2 separate regions of the Canis lupus genome follow, and region 1 is linked to region 2. A link is a contact called in public Hi-C data. All regions are on one chromosome and are shown on one strand. Each heading gives the region's core, a stretch centred on a gene start, on an enhancer-like site or on the middle of the called end of the contact. The rest is flanking DNA. Distances are from core to core; before and after follow the strand shown.

Region 1 (6,390 bases), core at 2,383-4,882, 270 kb before region 2:
GAAGAGAGAATCATAAGCAGGCTCAATGCCTAGCACCAAGCCCCATAGGGGGCTTCACCTCACGGCCCTGAGATCATGACCTGAGCGGAAATCAAGAGTTGGACACTTAAAAAAAAAAAATAGAGTTGGACACTTAGCTGAGTGAGCCACCCAGGCACCCCAGGATTTTATTTTTAAGTAATCGCTACACCCAATATGGGGCTTGAACTCAAAATCCTGAGATTAAGAGTTACATGCTCTACTGATGGAGCCAGCCAGGTGTCCCTGCTTATTTTCCATTTTGGATAGAGACTTTTAACATGTGGTTTGAAGATTATCTTTGGGCTTATCTGGGCAGATTCCCAGCGCCACCTCTGACCAGCTGCATTAGAATCTTCCAGCTGAGCTCAGTAATCTGTACCCTAACAACTTCCCGGAGATAACTTTTGCATGTGGGTGAGTTTGATAACCACTGACCTATGGAGATAATTTTGAAAAGTAAAGCTCCAGCATCATTCAAGTTGTTGGGTTCTTTCCTATTATAGACCACAGACCAGAACTTCAAGGAGTGTCATGTAAAAACCTAATTATAAGAAGATCAAATATAATTTTAGGAGGCTAATAATTAACAAATCTATTTACAAGATTATATGTCCTTTTGTTGTAAATTATATGGAAACATCTCAATGAATTATATGTGTGAAACATCTCAAAGGATTCTTTAGTGGGTGTTGTTTAATCCTGCCTTTCCTTTCATAAAATTAACCAGCTGTCCAAATTTTTTCTATCCTATCCACAGTAGCCCCCCAGGCATTTTCTGAGATAGCCTCATTTCCTGTATAAAAGGAACTGAGCTTGGTCAACTGTACAAAATGTAGTCTGATTGAAGTGGTTACCAAAGGAGACTGAATTCTTTAGCTTTAGAAATGTTTTAAAAAGGGCAGCTCTGGTGGCACAGCGGTTTAGCGCCGCCTGCAGCCTGGGGTGTGATCCTGGAGACCTGGGATCAAGTCCCACATCAGGTGGATCAAGTCCTACATCGGGATCCCTGCATGGAGCCTGCTTCTCCCTCTGCCTGTGTCTCTGCCTCCCTCTCTCTCTCTCTGAATAAATAAGTAAAATATTAAAAAAAAGAAATGTTTTAAAATATAGTAAATACAATCATCTTTTTGGATGAAGAGAGTATATAGTAGCTTAGGTAGAGGATTCAAAAAGAAGGCCTGGTAAGATTCTTTCTAGTTTTATTATTTGACTAAGCTGCCTCTCCGTCTAATTGAATATCAACTTGTTTTTATTTGTTTCATTTTTTTAAGGTTCCTCCAAGTCTGTTTCATTTTTAATTGCCTAAACCTGGCAAGAATTCCTTGCCACTCCCTGATGGCTGCTTGAGAATCCTTTACAAAAATACAGTCAAGATGCGCATCAATACAAATAAGGGAAACCACTTAACCTGATGATAATACACTACCCAGATAATTCAGATACCTAACAGAATTTTTCATTGAATTGTTTGGTTTGGCCAAGTTAACTGGCTAAACCCCTCAGTTACAACATATAATTATTCTTCTTTCTTACACTTGTTTTTACTTGTTACTTACTCTTGATTCTTATCAATTGCTACAACCTTCTTCATTTATAAGCTCAATCACAGTTCAACCAAGAAGGTCACTTGCCTTGAAAAACCTTTCTTCTTTAGAGCCAGGTTGCATGCCACTGTGCTGACAGGATAGAAAACAAATATCAAAGGAAAGAGTTGGAATCTGTACAATGCTGAGAACTTTAAAGCAGTTGAGAACCAGTAACACTAAGAACTGATTCCAAACCACCTTTCAAAAACTAAAAATCTCTTCCTGAGGGTGAGTAGTTGATAAACAATATAAGGGGAAAACCCTTATTTAAAGCTTATGACACGAAGGATAATTCTGTGAAACAATGCTGCAATCTACTTGGTAAAACTTTTAAAACTAGATTTTATCTTTTAAGAGATCATGGGAAAAATCTAGCATTTCAGTTTAAAATCCATAACTTCCGTTCCTGTTCCCATATTTGGGTTTGTTCTGCTATATCTGGATCTATTCCAGTGTGTCTGTGGAACCAGACAACTAATAATCTTTACTCAGCATTTCTTTCTTTCTTTTCTTTTTAAAGACTTTATTTATTCATGAGAGACACAGAGACCCAGGCAGAGGGAGGAGAAGCAGCCTCCACGCAGGAGCCTGATGTGGGACTTGATCGGGAACTCTGGGATCACGTCCTCAGCTGAAGGCAGACGCTCAACCGCTGAGCCACCCAGGCGTCCTTTTACTCAGCATTTCTTATGGAATGGATTGATTGGATTAATGGCTAGAGTTTTATTTATTTTGAAGATTTTGGACTTTTTTTTTTTTTTTTTAAATCTCTACACCCAATGTGGGACTCAAACCCACAGCCCTGATATTGGGAATTGCATGCTTTAGGAACAGAGCCAGCCAGGTGTTCCTAACGGCTAGAATTTTACAAGACACTTATGATTTTGCCATTTTCTTTGCATACTGATGAAAACTTCTTGTGACTCTACAGAGAAATGCATGAGGCAGTTGTGAGGTTGGGGAAGAAGGACAAAGAACCAGGAATTCTAACCCAGACCAGGTGTTGGAATCAGAGCTTCACTCTTCTTTACTGTAAAATTAGAGGCTGAAGAAGCTATTGAAAACTTCTTCCACAACTTTTTGATCTAACAGATATGCCTGTCAGCTACCCACATAATTAACCAGTGTGTGCTAAACTTTAAAAGATGTTTTCTGGGCAGCCCGGGTGGCTCAGCGCTTTAGCGCCTGCCTTCGGCCCAGGGCGTGATCCTGGAGACCCAGGATGGGGCCTGCTTCTCCCTCTGCCTGTGTCTCTGCCAATCTGTCTCTCTCTCTCTCTCTGTGTGTGTCTTTCATGAATGGATGAATAAAATTTAAAAAAAATCGATTTAAAAAATAATTTAAAAAAAAGATGTTTTTGTTTGTGATTTATAACAACTACTGAAGTCTGAATTGAGGCACCGTAGCCCTTCCAGGCCAGGTAAGAATCGATGAATCGATAATAAAGTCTCATGTTTTTAACTGAATATACTGATATCCAAGTGCCCAGAAAAATAACTGCGGGTCTACCGTCCATACATTTACTGGGAAGCCTGCTAGTGACCCAGCTTGGGATCCCACAGCCGGCTGAGCGGGCCAGCACCCTGTCGCCGGGAGGGTGGGGGTGGGGAGCAGACTGGACGCTGCGGGCAGGGTTGCGAAGGTTGTAACTGGAGCAAGAAAGGCCCCCGGCAGTAGGGCCTCTTCCGTGGTCTCTGATGAAATGTTGCAGGAGGAGTAAAGACACCCCAAACTCCCCGGGGTGGTGGTCCTCAGACGAGGCTCTGGTTCGCTGAAAGGCGAGAGACGGTCCCCCACAATTTGCATCAACAGGCGCGCGCAGGGCGGACGGTCGCAGCGAGCAGTCAGCGCCACCCGCGAGGCCGCCGCTCACCACAGCACCCAGAGCCGCGAAGGAACCTCCGGGCTAGCCCCGCCGCGCTGACGGGCGTCGCTGCGAGCCAATGGGCGCGCCGGGAGGCGGGGCAGGGCGGCCGAGGGGGCGGGATTTCCCGCGCGGCCGCTCGGCGCCTGGCGAGAGCGGCGCGGGCGGCGACGGCGGCCGCGCCTGCGAGAGAGGGCGGGTCGGGGTCAGCTGCTGCAGGCGGGCGGGCGCGGCGAGCTGTGGGCGGCTGCCGTGTCTCCTCCTGCCGCCGCCCTCCCTCCGCCACGATGCCGGGAATCGACAAGCTGCCCATCGAGGAGACGCTGGAGGACAGCCCGCAGGTGAGGCGCGGGCGGCGGCGGGAGGCGAGGGAAAGAGCAGGGCGGGCCGACCCCAGGCCTGGCGCCGCGGCGGCCGCAGGTGCCCGCCCCGGCCCAGGTGGGCGCCGCCGTCCAGTGCCCCCGCCCGTCGCGGGCCGCGCCCCGGGTCGCCGCGGCCCGGCCGCCAGCCCGAGGCCCGCGTGGGCCTGCGCCGCTGGGCCGAGAGAGCCACCCGCGAGGTCTGGGACGTCGGCGGGCGGCGGCCGAAGCTCCGCCGCCCGCGCTCGTGGGCCCGGCGGTCACGTACGTTCGCGGGGGCTCCCTCGTATTTGACGAAAGGTGCGTTTTCATCGCCGTCATCTAAGGTCGTAAATTCCAATCCTGGGATCTCTTCGGAGGAAATGCAGAAGGAGGAAAAAAATAAAAAAATAAAACAGCACCCCCTCACCCCCTCACCCCCTCACCCCCCGTAGACTTATCCCACGACCCCTGAGCAAGCCCTTGGGGAAGGAAATGGATAGTGTTCCCTCCGGAGTTGCAGGAACGCTGCTGATTTACCCGCCTGGAGAGTCCTCGGCGAAGCCCGTCCTGTGCCTCGGAGCCTCCCCGCGGACTGTGTCCCGCGTCGTGGCCGCGGCTGTGGCCGCTGTCACTCGAGCTGTGCACGGCCGGTGACGGACGGACGGCGCCTTCGCGGCGGCACGACCAACTGCTGCGCGGAACGGTGCAGACTTGGCCCTTAATAAACTCATCAAAATAAAAGCCCCGTGTTTTGTGCTCGGGAGCGGGTGGGAGGGGTAATGCTAATGCGGTTGCTGGAGCCCCGAGACGGTCCAGGGAAACCTAGCAATTTGTTAACGTGTTCGATATTGAAGAACGAGATGAATTACATTTAAAATTACATGTTGGTAGGGCGCTGTAACTTGCATCGGGAGACCTCATCCTCAAAGCCTGTCTCCTACACAAGTGATTTAAGCGATTTAGGACCGTGTTGCTGGTTGGCCACCTCTGAAATGGTGCGCATTCAGAACTACCATTGCATACATTTCACGCGTGTCTTGACGGTTTAATATGGCCCCAAAAGATGAGGAAGTAGGGGCTAGGTCCCCCTGGCCTGTGTGACACGTCTGCTGTGACTTTGTGCCAATTTTAATTGCCAAGTGGAAGTCGGGCTCTGATTGTGGAATTGATTTTTTTTTTTTCCCCATGCCGAAAGTTATCTTCACAGGCCAGTTGTTTGCTGGTAATGTACTCTTATCAGCCTAAACTGACACAGAGAGAAACCCGCATCTTGGTTTATCTTGACTGCCAGAATAGCTAGTTCAAATTCTTTTTTTTTTTTTTTTTTTTTTTTGCTAGTTCAAATTCTTATTGATATCTGAAGTATAAAGTTAGGAGATGTATTTGTTTCAGATGTTTTGTAAAGGTTTTGTGGTACGAGTTGGTCAGGTGCACTTTGTCATCTTTTATTATGTAAGGCTCAACAGGTTGCTGTACCTTTTCTTACCTGGCCTGGTTTTTATAGCCCATAAATCTTACACGCAGGCCACAATGGGTGCCCTTGCCACGACTTGTGAGGAGGATAAAATGTGACTCATCTAATTTCTCGAACTTTTCACACAGTTTACAAATTGAGCATTCTTTTTTTTTTAAATTAAGTATGTGCCATATTAGTATCAGTTTTATAGTAATTTTTTAATGAAATAGCTGCCTTGATACTCTTTCAGTTTCTTTAAGTGATAACTTGAACTAGGTACTTTGGAAAATTAGGATAAATGGGATTTAGAAAGGGAAGACGTGGGACAGGTGGGTGGTTCAGTGGTTGAGTGTCTGCCTTTGGCTCAGGGCAGATCCCGGAGTGCCGGGATTTGAGTCCTGCATCTGGCTTATTGCATGGAGCCTACTTATCCCTCTGTCTCTCTCTGTGTGTCTCTCATGAATAAATAAATAAAATATTTTAAATTAAAAAAAAAAAAAAAAAGGGAAGATGCCTGGAAGTAATACTTAGGGAAAACTTATGGTACGATGGAAAGCCCTAGATTCTGGGATTCAGGATATAAGGGTTTTAGTCTTCACTGTGACTTCACTTTAGGGCAAGTCACTCAACTTCTCAAAATCTTAGCTGTTATAGTGAATGTTTTTATTTTTGTACCTGATTATAAAAGACATAGTCATGAAAGAAAGAAAAATTGGAAGGTACAGGAAACAGTTACCTGTCCTGCACCCAGCAGCAAACCCTGTTAACTGTGTTTCCTCATTTGCTTTTATATATTTTAATGTAATTGAAGTTATATTGTGCATAACAATTTTTAATCTGCTTTAACTTAACAATGTAGTGTTAAGCATGTTCACGTATTAAATTCTGAATAAAAAAATTTAAAGGCTGCATGTTTTTTCATGTGACTTAACAGCTGTCCTACTGTTGGACTTAAAGTTTTTCATAAGTTTTGTTTTTACATATAGGACTGAGGTTAATGCTTTGGGGCATAAATTTTTGTCCTCATTTGGAATATTTATTTAGGATAGAGTCCAGGAAGTTGAGTAGCAAAGCGTATGAAAACTTTTAAAGTTCCTGGTATAGAGAAGTTTTTATTTAGAT
Region 2 (5,665 bases), core at 547-3,046:
ATGGGTATGTTTTACTCTTTCATAAAATAATATTTTATATATATATAATATGATAAACTAAGAGAAGTATGACACGTATAGGCACTGTCTCAAAACTATGATGAAGACTGCTGGGATCCCTGGGTGGCGCAGCAGTTTGGCGCCTGCCTTGGGCCCAGGGCGTGATCCTGGAGACCCGGGATCGAATCCCACGTCGGGCTCCTGGTGCATGGAGCCTGCTTCTCCCTCTCCCTGTGTCTCTGCCTCTCTTTCTCTATGTCTATGAATAAATAAATAAAATCTTAAAAAAAAAAAAAAGACTAATTGTTAAATGAGATCGGTTTGATTGAAGGAAACTCACATTTTTCTGGTAGGACTTCTATCTTTATATAGGCTGAGTTAAGATTGAGTTCTAAAAAAAAAAAAAAATTTTGAGTTCTGCAAGGCTGCATGAAGGAAAATGCTGTGGATAAGAAAAAATGCCATTTCAAAACTCCTATTTGCTAAATGAAGTACTATCAACTGGACTACCAAGACTTATTTTCTTTCTTCCTAGGTTAGTCAGTTGATACAAAGCAATGACTTTTATATCTAATATTGTAGCCTCGAACTGCATATACACTATCAGTACCCAGTCGCTGTATTAAATATTTGGTAGGTGGGAGGAGTGGAGGACAGAAATACAAATTTCAAGTAATTGCAAAATTCATTCTTTTAGAACACAGTTCAAAATGCCTGTTTTCAGGGATCCCTGGGTGGCTCAGCGGTTTAGCGTCTCCCTTCAGCCCAGGGCGTGACCCTGGAGTCCCAGGATCGAGTCCCACGTTGGGCTCCCTGCGTGGAGCCTGCTTCTCCATCTGCCTGTGTCTCTGCCTCTCTCTCTCTCTGCGTCCCTCATGAATAAATATAAAATCATTCATGCTAGAATGCCAGAAAAGCATTCTAGTTGTAGGATAAGGTAACAGTGGATACAAATAGATCATTTACGGGCAGAAGTGATTTCTCAATTTGTCTTTGAATCTTCAAGGTTGTATTGTTTTTTTGTTGTTGTTTTGTTTTGTTTTTTCAGTTAATCACCGATTATTCATTCTATGCAACACAAAAATCACTCTTGAAATACTTTCTTCATTTGCTGCCCAGTGAAGCTACACTTCTCATTTCCTCTTACTGGCCGTTCTCAGTCTCCGGCCTCGTCTGGGTGACCTTGAGCAGGGAACTTAATCACCTTGTAACCACACAAGACGTCTCCGCTCCCTACAGGGTCGTTCTTGGATAACGCTCGTGGTTACGAAGTACCACAAAGAGGGCCTCCCTGGGTCTGCGCTTGGGTCAGCCTGAGGCGAACGCACCCACACCTCGGAAGAGACGAGCAGCAGTGAGACCGCTGTGGAGAGGAGCTGGGCAACGCTTCCCACGGCCGCGGCCAGGCGGGCAATCCCGGAGGAGCTCTCCACGCCCTCGCGCAGCTTAGCGTCCGGGGGCTCGAGGACGAGGCAGGCGGCTGGACTCCACAGAAGGAGCCTCCTTCCCGCGGGAAGCGGAACCCTTGACAACGCCCCAGCGACTTCCGGCTTGGCGCGCCTCTCCTTCAGTCCCATAACTGCACTTTCGATTAAAAAAAAAAAAAAAAAAACAGTAAATCTAATATTTCCCTCTGGCACCTCTATAGTTTCTTGATTTTCCACGCTTTATGGCTGGATTCTAAGATAAAGATTAAACTGGGAGGGATTAAAGACAGGCGTGGCTTACGGAGGGGGGAGGAAAAAGGAGTAGATAAACCGGCCTGGCGAAAGTGCAGAGCAGGAGCATCCGGCACTCTCCCCGCCCCAACCGGAAGTTGCAGGACTGAATGGATCTCCGAGCCGGAGGCTGCACCTTCTCAGTCTTTATGTGACGCTTGGCGGCCGCCAGGCTACCAGGTTCATGTGGAGGCTCCCAGGCTCCCGCGCCGCGCTTCGTGGGGTCCGCACGGCGGTGGAGCGGCACACTCGGGCCGAGGCGGCGGCGGCGGCGACGGAGACGGCGGCGGGCGCCATGGAGCGCGCTGTAGTGCGTTGCGTGCCCTCGGAGCCTAAGCTAAGCCTGTCGTTCGCGCTGGCCGACGGCAGCCACAAGAACATGCAGCGCGACCAGAGCGAGCCTCTGGGTCGGGCCCTCAGCCGCATCGCAACCAACGCCCTCAAAGGCCACGCCAAGGCGGCTGCCGCCAAGAAGAGCCGGAAGAACCGGCCAAATGCAAGTGGCGGCGTGGCCTGTGCGGGGCCGGGGCCGGGGCCCGGGCCCGAGCCGGCCGCGGCCTGCGAGCCGGTGGTGAAGCTGTACTACCGGGAGGAGGCAGTGGCGGAGGATGTGCTCAACGTGGACGCCTGGCAGGACGGTGCGGTGCTGCAGATCGGCGATGTCAAGTACAAGGTGGAGCGCAACCCGCCGGCCTTCACCGAGCTGCAGTTGCCACGCTACATCATGGCCGGCTTCCCGGTATGCCCCAAGCTCAGCCTCGAATTTGGGGACCCCGCCAGCTCCCTCTTCCGCTGGTACAAGGAAGCCAAACCCGGAGCGGCAGAGGCTGAGGGCGGGGGCCCCTCGTCATTGTCTCCCTCTTCACCCTCTCCTAGTTGGACGGAGACGGGTGTCAACGAGCGCGTCTACACGCCGTCCAATGCGGACATCGGTCTACGACTCAAGCTTCATTGCACCCCAGGCAATGGGCAGCGCTTGGGGCCAAGCAGGGAGTTGGAAAGCGTGTGTCCCGTGGAGGCTGGGCCTGGCACCTGCACCTTTGACCACCGGCATCTCTACACCAAGAAGGTGACGGACAACTCTCTAATCCGCACGGTCTCGTACAACCTCCTGGCCGACACGTACGCCCAGACTGAGTTTTCGAGGAGCGTCCTGTACCCGTACTGTGCCCCTTATGCTCTGGAGCTCGACTACCGTCAGAACCTTATCCAGAAGGAGCTCACCGGCTACAACGCTGACCTCATCTGTTTGCAAGAGGTTGATCGCAACGTGTTTACGGACAGCTTGGTGCCGGCCCTCGAGGCCTTCGGACTGGAAGGCGTGTTTAGAATCAAGCAGCACGAAGGCCTGGCTACTTTCTACCGAAAAACCAAATTCAGTCTTCTCAGCCAGCATGACATTTCTTTCCATGAAGCCCTGGAGTCCGACCCACTTCACAAAGAACTGCTGGAGAAGCTAGTGGTGTACCCATCTGCGCAGGAGAGAGTGCTCCAGAGATCGTCTGTCCTCCAGGTGAAGTACCTCTGCCATGGTCTTTACAGACCGGTGGGTTTTTAGGGCCCTGAAAGACCCTTCAAATTTTACTGAAGGGTGTTTGCTCTTGTGTCTTCAGCACAAAAGTTAGCTTTCATTCATTCTTTGAGCAAATACTGAGCACTTTTAGTGTTCCAGGCACTCTGCAGATTGCTTTTAACAAGAGACCTTCATGGTGTTTAGTCTATTGGGAGAGACACATGCTGAATACAAGAATATAGTAATAACTAGTAATTTCTTACTACTTGCCAAGCACTGTGCTGACATATTTTAAAGCAGATGGCTAAGTTTACTTATCCACACAAGTGGAGGGCAAGGATTTTTACCCAGTTAATTATATATTTTATCATCACTGACCAGGGTGTTAAGCTGCCTTGGGTTTTTGTTTGTTTATTTTTGTTTTGTTTTAATGAGATCTTTCCATTTGTTTTGTGTTTTTTTAGATTTTTATTTATTTATCCATGAGAGACACAGAGGGGCAGAGACACAGGCAGAAGAGAAGCAGGCTCCATGCAGGGAGCTGGATGTGGGTGCCCATCCCGGGCCTCCAGGATCACGCCCTGGGCTGAAGGCGGTGCTAAACCACTGACCCACCCGGCCTCCTTGGTTTTTATTAAAGATTTTCCTTGTTTGACAGAGCACAAACAAGCAAGGGGAGCAGCAGAGGGAAAGGGAGAAGCAGGCTCCTTGCTGAGTGGAGTCAGAGGGTGGTGGGCTGGATCTCAGGACCCCAGGAGCATGACCTGAGCCAAGGGCAGACACTTAACTGAACCACCCAGGCAATACATAAGCTGCCTTAGGTTTTAAAAACATGTTATTTTTATATTTGTCCAGAGTTTTCAGATAACTGGTTTTGTTCATAGTAAGATTTGAGTAGCTACTTTCTTTTTTTTCTTTTTTTTTTTTTGAGCACCCAGTGTGTTTCATTCACCTGTGTAAGCTCATTTCAGTTGAATCAATACAACAGTCCCCCTTGAGGTGGATGATAGTGCCTTTAACCAGTGACCAAGCTGACTTAAGGAAGAAAGTCTCTCTCCATGTGACACTGCTGTAAATAGGTATTCCATCTAGGTGGGTCTAGCTCCAAAGCTGTATATATTGGACAGTTATTTAAACATGGTATGCTGAATCCTATATTCATGTGCATCCTAAAACTTCTTGCAAAAGTTAAATTTCATAATTGTGATCATACTTTCCAGTCAGGGTAGGTTATGAAATGTTGGTTCATCATATAGGCTTAGATTTTTTAAAAATATTCAGGAGATTGACAGTTAACAACTGAATTCTTGGCACTTTGCTTATTTTAGGTTTCTGTTCTTCAGTCTACAAAGGACTCTTCTAAAAGGCTATGTGTTGCTAATACCCATCTCTACTGGCATCCAAAAGGTAGGTTTTAGTGGTTTTCACAAGTGACGTAAAAAACATGGGTAACTTAAGGTCAATAAGGTTGTTTACTCACATCTTTTTTCAGTTTTTTTTTTTTTGAGGTATAATTAATTGTACCTCATTGGGTGACAATTGTCATAACTGCATCCTATAGGTTTAAATATAGGTACAGCATAATGATTTACATATATTGCAAAATGATTGCCATAAGTTTAGTTAAATATCCATCACCTCATAGAGCCAAAAAAAATAACTTTTTCCTTGTGATAACTTTTTTTTCTTAAAAGATTTTATTTATTCATGTGAGACAGAGAGGCAGAGACACAGGCAGAGGGAGAAGCAGGCTCCATGCAGGAAGCCCAGTATGGGACTCGATCCTGGCACTCCAGGATCAAGCCCTGAGGCGAAGGCAGCCGCTGAACCACTGAGCCACCCAGCCATCCCCCTTGTTATAACTTAATATCTACTCTTTTAGCGACTTATAGATATGCTATATATCATGGTAACTGGTCATTTAAAAGTTCTTAACATTAGTGTTTTCTGTATTCACAGGTGGGTACATTCGTCTCATTCAAATGGCAGTAGCCTTGGCTCACATTCGACATGTCTCATGTGACCTGTATCCTGGCATACCAGTTATATTTTGTGGAGACTTTAATAGCACCCCATCGACAGGAATGTATCATTTTGTTGTCAATGGCAGCATTCCAGAGGATCACGAAGACTGGGCTTCCAATGGGGAGGAGGAACGGTGCAATATGTCCCTTTCCCATTTCTTCAAACTGAAAAGTGCTTGTGGGGAACCTGCTTACACAAATTATGTTGGTGGTTTTCATGGATGCCTGGATTACATTTTCATTGACTTAAATGCTCTAGAAGTGGAACAGGTGATTCCGTTACCTAGTCATGAAGAAGTTACCACCCATCAGGCCTTACCTAGTGTTTCCCACCCCTCTGATCACATAGCACTTGTATGTGATTTAAAATGGAAATAGATTTGTTTAATGTAATGTAATTTAAGTCTGCT

Evidence for each region. A called contact is a pair of places that touch in the nucleus more often than the background predicts.
Region 1: a contact with region 2 is called in a Hi-C map of blood, with 2.0 times the contacts expected there. The contact joins the promoter of APPL1 here to the promoter of PDE12 in region 2.

Annotation. Positions count from the first base shown.
Region 1 is chr20:33,415,309-33,421,698 of UU_Cfam_GSD_1.0, reverse strand. APPL1 (DCC-interacting protein 13-alpha) reads left to right here and starts at 3,632. Exons shown (of 23, transcript XM_038566106.1): 1 at 3,632-3,812. The coding sequence starts at 3,759. LOC111091307 (a long non-coding RNA gene) reads right to left here and starts at 4,529. Exons shown (of 3, transcript XR_005374876.1): 1 at 4,350-4,529; 2 at 4,099-4,181; 3 at 1-1,692.
Region 2 is chr20:33,144,509-33,150,173 of UU_Cfam_GSD_1.0, reverse strand. It overlaps PDE12 (2',5'-phosphodiesterase 12), which reads left to right and starts at 1,796. Exons shown (of 3, transcript XM_038566104.1): 1 at 1,796-3,231; 2 at 4,560-4,638; 3 at 5,191-5,665. The coding sequence starts at 1,903. The coding sequence ends at 5,633.